2 separate regions of the Anser cygnoides genome follow, and region 1 is linked to region 2. The links are chromatin contacts, called in public Hi-C maps. All regions are on one chromosome and are shown on one strand. Each heading gives the region's core, a stretch centred on a gene start, on an enhancer-like site or on the middle of the called end of the contact. The rest is flanking DNA. Distances are from core to core; before and after follow the strand shown.

The links. Hi-C and Micro-C count contacts between places; a contact is called where the count stands out from the background.
Region 1: a contact with region 2 is called in a Hi-C map of granulosa cells, with 2.5 times the contacts expected there. The contact joins the enhancer-like site here to the promoter of FLRT3 in region 2. A contact is called at or near these places in 4 of 7 Hi-C or Micro-C datasets (granulosa cells and liver).

What each region holds. Positions count from the first base shown.
Region 1 is chr3:3,827,162-3,830,426 of Taihu_goose_T2T_genome, forward strand. All of the region lies in intron 3 of MACROD2 (mono-ADP ribosylhydrolase 2), which reads right to left. Among named protein-coding and RNA genes, the nearest start is that of MACROD2, 40 kb to the right of the region's middle. Within about 2 kb of position 1,905, at least 2 of the 3 cell types and tissues checked have open chromatin away from gene starts, as enhancers often do.
Region 2 is chr3:3,758,790-3,762,106 of Taihu_goose_T2T_genome, forward strand. It overlaps FLRT3 (fibronectin leucine rich transmembrane protein 3), which reads left to right and starts at 1,339. Exons shown (of 3, transcript XM_066995335.1): 1 at 1,339-1,504. All of the region lies in intron 3 of MACROD2 (mono-ADP ribosylhydrolase 2), which reads right to left.

The DNA.
Region 1 (3,265 bases), core at 655-3,154, 69 kb after region 2:
CATAGGCATGTTCCATTTGCTAGCTTTCCAAGGAAATTTACAACTTTAACATAGAGCTAAAAAAAAAAAATTCTCACGTTAGTGAAGCAAAAATTAATAAGAAGCATTTATCCCCTTTCCGACCTGAAAAGGGGATTTTTACTTTGCACAGCTTTGAATGCCAAACCTAGGATCTTCACGTCCAGTTACAGACACGGGATAAAACGGCTCCATGAATTGCATGAACAAAGCGAAGCTGTTGGACCTGCTTGCAGGGATGTTTTCTTCTTCGTTTTTTCTTCCCCCCTACTTGCAGCTTGCGCCATTCTAGACAAGAAAGTGACCATCTGGCAGAAATTCCAGACATATTAGCAGCCATAACTACTTCCAGATTAAACAGCGTTATCGTGTCGCTGTAAAACACGAACCCCACTTAGGGATTCTGCCTGCCTGACATGGCCACTTTACCCACGTGCTTAACCGAGACAGAAAGGAGCTGGACAACCTGCTGTTGCCTACGGTCAAAATTATCAGGGGGGCAGGAAAGGAGACACTTCAAAGTACTTATTTTTTTTTTTCCTCCTAGCTGTACTAATCTAAGCCCCTATTCCCCACAGTTTTTTGTTAAATTGCACAAGATTGCCTGCCCACTTTGGAGAATGAGCTGTGGGATTAAGAGCAGAGCGTGCAGCAGCACATGCAGCTGCAAGTAACAACCAAGAGGCTGCCCTGGCCACAGCCTGATCCGCAGAAACCGCTGGTAATCCGCTGTGTGCACAGGGGTCAGGGTGACTTCACACTTCTTTGGAGTGCCTTCCAGCAGAGCATTAAACAACACACCCAAGCTCATTACCAGCTTCATTCTTTGCACAATGCGCAGGTACAGAAATACACAGTTTTTTTTCTGCTGGATTTTGGTGTTGGAAGTTATTGCTTTGACCTGTAAGCAAATACATATTTTCAATCTCACACTTAAGATAGAAGGTGCTTGGATCCGTAATGGCCCTTCCTCCCTGTATGAAACCCCACAGCTTTAAACCTGTCCCTAAGGAAACCACTCCCTGCATGGCTGAGCCTTTATTCTCATAGCAGAAACTCGCAGCATGCTCGCTGAGGAGAATTGTCAGCTGCAAACTTCATCCATGAGAAGACATTATGGATTTCCCACTATAGTTCAGACTGCAATTCTCATCAGAGGATGAACTTAATTAAAATAAGACAGGACAGTAGAAGTAAAAAGAAATCTTTTAATTACTTTTTTTTTTTTTTTTTACAGTTTTGGATTTGCCCTCAAGCTAGACATCCAAACTGCCTCAGCCTTTTCCAAAAATATTAAAAGAATTTAACCGTAAGAGGTTTTCCTGGCCAAGCAGAAAAGCATTAAATATCCAGAAGGATTACTACTTGCAATTTGTGCATCTCTACCAAAGAACAACGTGCAGGAACACGGAAAACAAACGCCATATATTTTGGGAAGCGGAACTAAGGCTTTTGGATCAAGCAAATTAAAGCATCTGCAAGCAATGAATTCACCACCTCTCTTCCACACACAGGCCCACGTCTCCCTCCACGCACCCACCAGCGCAAAGCTGGGAAGCCCAGCCCCGCGTTACTGCAGAGAGGCTCCACGAAATGCTGGTGATGCCAACTCATCAGCGTGGCAACCCCACGTCGGCTCCTTGCTTGGCCAAAGAAAGGCAGCCCCGCTGCAAAGCTTCGTGACACGATGCTGTCTCTCCTGGGGCACCCAGGTAGCGGGCTGACAAGCCGCCGGGTCATCACTCCTTGCAGGAGCAGGGCAGCGGGGCGCAGCACAAAGAAAATAGCAGGGGAACTGGCTCGAGTTGCCCAGGATACAGCGAAGCAACGGGATGAAAAATGCAGGGTCGCCCAGCAGCAGCGGGGCGAGAGCCCGTGCCGCGCAGAGCCGGGCTCACAGCACACTCTAGCGACCCAAAAATCTCCACGATAAATTCAGGGCTGTGCTCAAAGGGACTCGAGTGCAGAGGTTTGAACTCTTCGCCCATTTATAAACGTCTGATGCTTGTTAGGAGGCAAAAGGGCAGCCAAATGTCGGTCTGGGATCACCAACCTTTTGCTCCCAATATAATACAAAGGCGGTGATTTTTATACACAGCCGGTTTCTTGGGATCAGATATAAACGCCAATAGTTAATCAATTATGAGTTACTGCTTTGTGCTCCGTTCCCCTGGCTAAACATTGGCGTGCATCAGACGGTTGCTCCGTGCCTGCCTGCAGAACCCCGGCCACGCTCACCACACCAGGGCTCGAGCAGTGCTGCACCAGAAACCCTTGCGCAACGACACCACGCTCAGATCTGGGCACACGGGGACATCTTTTCTCATTCCTGGGCTATGAGTGTATCCTGGATTATACAACACAACCAAACATCAGGGGGTTGGTTTGTCGGTGGTTTTTTGTTGTTGGTTTTTTTTTTTGACTCGCAGGTGGTTCAGTTGCCCCAAGTGAGAATAAGTTACTGCTTAATCACTTGTTCACAACGTCACAAGTAGCCAAGAACCACAGCCTGCTCCCCCCCTCCTTTGCAAGCATTTTACAGTTGCCTTGTACATGCCATGAACAAAAAATGTATTTTTTTTTGAACTTGAAAGCACAGTTTCAAGCTGCACTCCTTTACTATGGCTGGAAGGCTGAAAGAGTTCTCCCTGAGTGGCTGGCTGACTTCAGTTTTCATGTTTGTGGCTGACTTCAGTTTTCATGTTTGTTCAGGACAATCTCGGGTTGGCAGTTTCCAAAGGAGCAGGTCACACATACAGACTGGTCCCTCTCATTCAGAGAGGTGTTAATTGCCTTTATTGCCCAGAAGCTCCCAAATTGCTGAATGATTACAGTCCCAACCCACAACACCCTGGTCAAACCACCACTTCCCATTCCCTCCCACTTGCATCCTTGGCACATCCATGGGTTCTCATGAATTCAAAGCATCCTTTTCTTAGAGCCCTTACTGAAAGAACCTGACAATCTGTAGGCACTGCCTTAATCACTAACATTTGAGTCAGTGGAGTTGCAAGAAGAGTTTGGGTTAATTCAGACCCAAACCACTAGCACTTTCTTCCAACCATGCCCATCTGCATTTAAGTCCCAGCTTCCTTATCCCATTGTTTCCCTCTTTCCTCATCTTCCTCCCTATTCTGTGTCCTTATTTCTTATTTTTGGGCAACCTCTTTTCAGTGGTTTGTGGGGACAGGACAAGAGGTAATGGCCACAAAATTGAGCACAGGAAGTTCCGCACCAATATGCGAAA
Region 2 (3,317 bases), core at 89-2,588:
AAGTGAGGCGTGAGCAATACCAAATACACAACGCTTTTGAAAAATGATGCTATAATCTTAACGGAGTCTCTGTTAAAAGACCTACTCGTTATTCAGAGCATCTCAAAATGCTTCGTTACCAGTCCATTGTCCTGCCCCACACAACCGAACACACTCTGTAACACCAAGTATACTTATGTCTGTGTAGTACATGTGCATATGTACACAAACGGACAGGCGTAAAATGTGTTATATATACATTAAAATTTATAAGCAATACAGCTCTGCATACTGAGCTGATTAGGGCACAGCTCACCCTGCCAGGACTGTCAACAGAGACCCCTGTACCTTAACTTGAAGTGAACTTCTTATTAGTTTTTACTGTCCTTGGGGAAAGATTAGAACTGAAGCGATAAAGCAATAAATAAATAAATCCCTTTCCCTTGTTGTCGGGGAAGACCAATCCAGGATTTCTTTTTTAAACCTTTTGAATAAATATGGAACATATAGAGCGTTTCAAATATAACGTTTCAAACACCTAAATATCACGCATGACAAGCAGCATTAAATAATCTATTAAAATTCTCTTTAAAAAGGGTGAGACTGGACTCTTCCTAGTTTGTTTTTGATGAAAGGAGAACAGACGGACTTCCAATGTCCAGGCTTTGGAAGGAAAGTGCCGCTTTCCAGGGCTTTCCACGGGCCTCGGGGAAATGGAGCTCCTGGAGCGAGGCCTTGAGCCAGCAGCACTGGGAGCGGGGTGGGCACGGCTGGTGTGGGGACCCTGTGCCCCCTCATGACAGGACGTGCGCTGAGGTAGGGGGCGGAGAAGCCCACCTCGTCTGTAATTACTGAGAGAGATAATTATCGAGCTATGAATAAACGGAGATTTAGTGGGGGAGATTTGGCTTTATGGGTGAACATCTGGGGAAGACGCTTCGCGGGTTGCCCTGTGGCTACCAGAAATGCCAGGTGTTGTTAGAAAAGCAACCCGCCCTGACGCAGCCTGCGGCCCCCCACCCCTTCAGCACTCGTTTATGGGGGGGGAGGGGGGGGCTAGAAAACACACAAACGCTTTTTAGCCGTTTTTTATTTTATTTCCCATCTTCCTTAACGCTCGCACAACACCTAACGCCCCCCAACCCTCCAACACACCAAAACCCTCTCGTTTCACCCAGCCCCCCTCATTCCCGCCCCCCCCCGGCCACGGCGCCGCCGGCTGCTCCCCCTAGCGGCGGCACCGCGCCCCCCCCGCCCCCCGCCCCCTCCAGGCCCCGCCTCCTCCAGGCCCCGCCCCCTCCCCGTGGCCCCGCCCCCCCCGGCGGTGACGTGTGCGGCCCCGCCCCCGCGCGCTGCCCGCTGCCGCCGCGACTTGAGGGCGCGCGCCCGGCTCCGCGCGGCTCCGCGCAGCTCCCGGCACCGCGCCGGGATCACGCGCGCCCGCACCGCCGCCGGCCCGGAGCTCGGCCCCTCTCCTGCCCCCACGCCCAAAGGCAACGATAAAAAAAGTCTCCGCGCCCCGCAGGTAAGTGCGGGGGCTTACGCGCTGCCTCCGCGCGGGTCGGGCTGCGGGAGGACGGGGGAACGGGGAGCGCGGGAGCCCCCCGCGGGGGTGCGGGTCCCCGGCGAGTTCTGGGCGACTTCGGGGCCGGAGCCTCCTGCCCTGCCCCGGTAGCCTCGGCTCCCCCCGCACCCCTCCTCGTCCTCACCCCCTCCCCAAAAATCCCCGTCCCCAGCGCGGCCGGCCGCAGCCTTTTGTTTTCCCATCGCCAGCCCTGCAACTTCGCCTCTGCGCCGAGCCGGTCCTGCGGCGGCGGGCAGGGCTGCTCCTTTTAGTGTTAATTATTTCTATTAATTATTATTAATCATTGCATGTCCCCCCCCCCCCCCCCCCGCTGCTGGCGAGGCGCGGCAGGAGTTGGGCGAAGCGCTGCAGCCCGCGGGGCGCCCACGCGGTCCCGATCCCAAACCCGGTCCCGATCCCAAACCCGGTCCCGATCCCAAACCCGGTCCCGATCCCAAACCCGGTCCCGATCCCAGTCCCTGTCCCGGTCCCTATACCCATCCTGATCCCAGTCCCAGTCCGGATCCCAGTCCCGGTCCCGATCAGGTCCGGAACCCCAAGGAGCAGAGGAGGGAGAGGCCAGGGACTTTAAAAAACACCCCTTAATTATCTTGACCCCAATATTTGATTTTTTTTTTTTTTCCCCTCCTCGCCTGGAAGATGCTGCCCGAAAAGACGGGAGCATGAATTACTGCGCACCCTCGGGCGCCCGGGGATGCGGCGTCTTAACGAACGGTGCTTTGAGTTAGGGCGAAAAATGCTGAATTAGAGTGAAAAATGCGTTTGTCAGTTCGGGCGTGCGGAGAGAGGAATTATCTGCTGCGAAACACAGATCTGTGTGTGCTGTCCTTGTCCATACATGCCACGCAGCGGGTCGTGTTGGAGGTTTTGGTGCCCTTCCCTTCCTCCCTCCCCCCCCCCCCAAATACCCTCAAGTTTCCTTTAATTTATTCCCAAACCATACAATACAGCCCTGTGTAAGATCGGTTTTCAAATACTTCATAAACAAAAGGTACGCCGGGGTTTATACGGGGCCAATTATCCTAAAATATACTGAGGTTATTCTAATCGTCCTATTCGTGCTGCTGTCGAGCTTTTCCATTTCTCCATCGACGTTTAATCACTTCTAAAAGCTGTATTTATTTTTCCTGCCTTCCCTGCTCCTCCTGTACACCAGAAACGGTGACCGAGCCTCGGTGTACATTTAAAATGTTAATTCTCCTTTTTTTTTTTTTTTTGGTACATTTGTACCACTTCATTTTAACCGGAGAGTGACCAGATAAATACCGCTGTTAATGCAGCCAGCACAGGAAATAAGATTCTGTAAAGTCTCTGAAAGGGTGATTTATTTTATTTTAATTCCCCCTTCGGAGGCCGCCTCTGTTTTTCTCAACAGGAGACTTTGGTGTAATTAAAGCAGAGAAAACTGGACAGCAGCAAAAAACATCTGACTTGTGGCTCTTAAAAGCACGGTTTTTGCAGCGTGTACCACCCCCCAGTGGGCAAAAAAACTCCGTAGTAAACTCGCAGCGAGCTTTCATCTTCGGAAATAAAAGCGTGCGTGTTGCAGCCAGAACGAAATAAAGGTGCACGTCTGGGGATTTTGCTTTGGGGTTTTCTTTGGGGTTTCCCTCGGCACCCTGTCGCTCTGGGCGGGAGGCAGCAGAAGCGGAGGCTGCAGTTTGCAAACTTGGCGCCGCGGTTCTTCGGGGCGGCCTGGGTTGGTAGCTGGCCATCTTTGTCTGCTTCGAGCAGGCAGTGCGAAGGGGCTGCC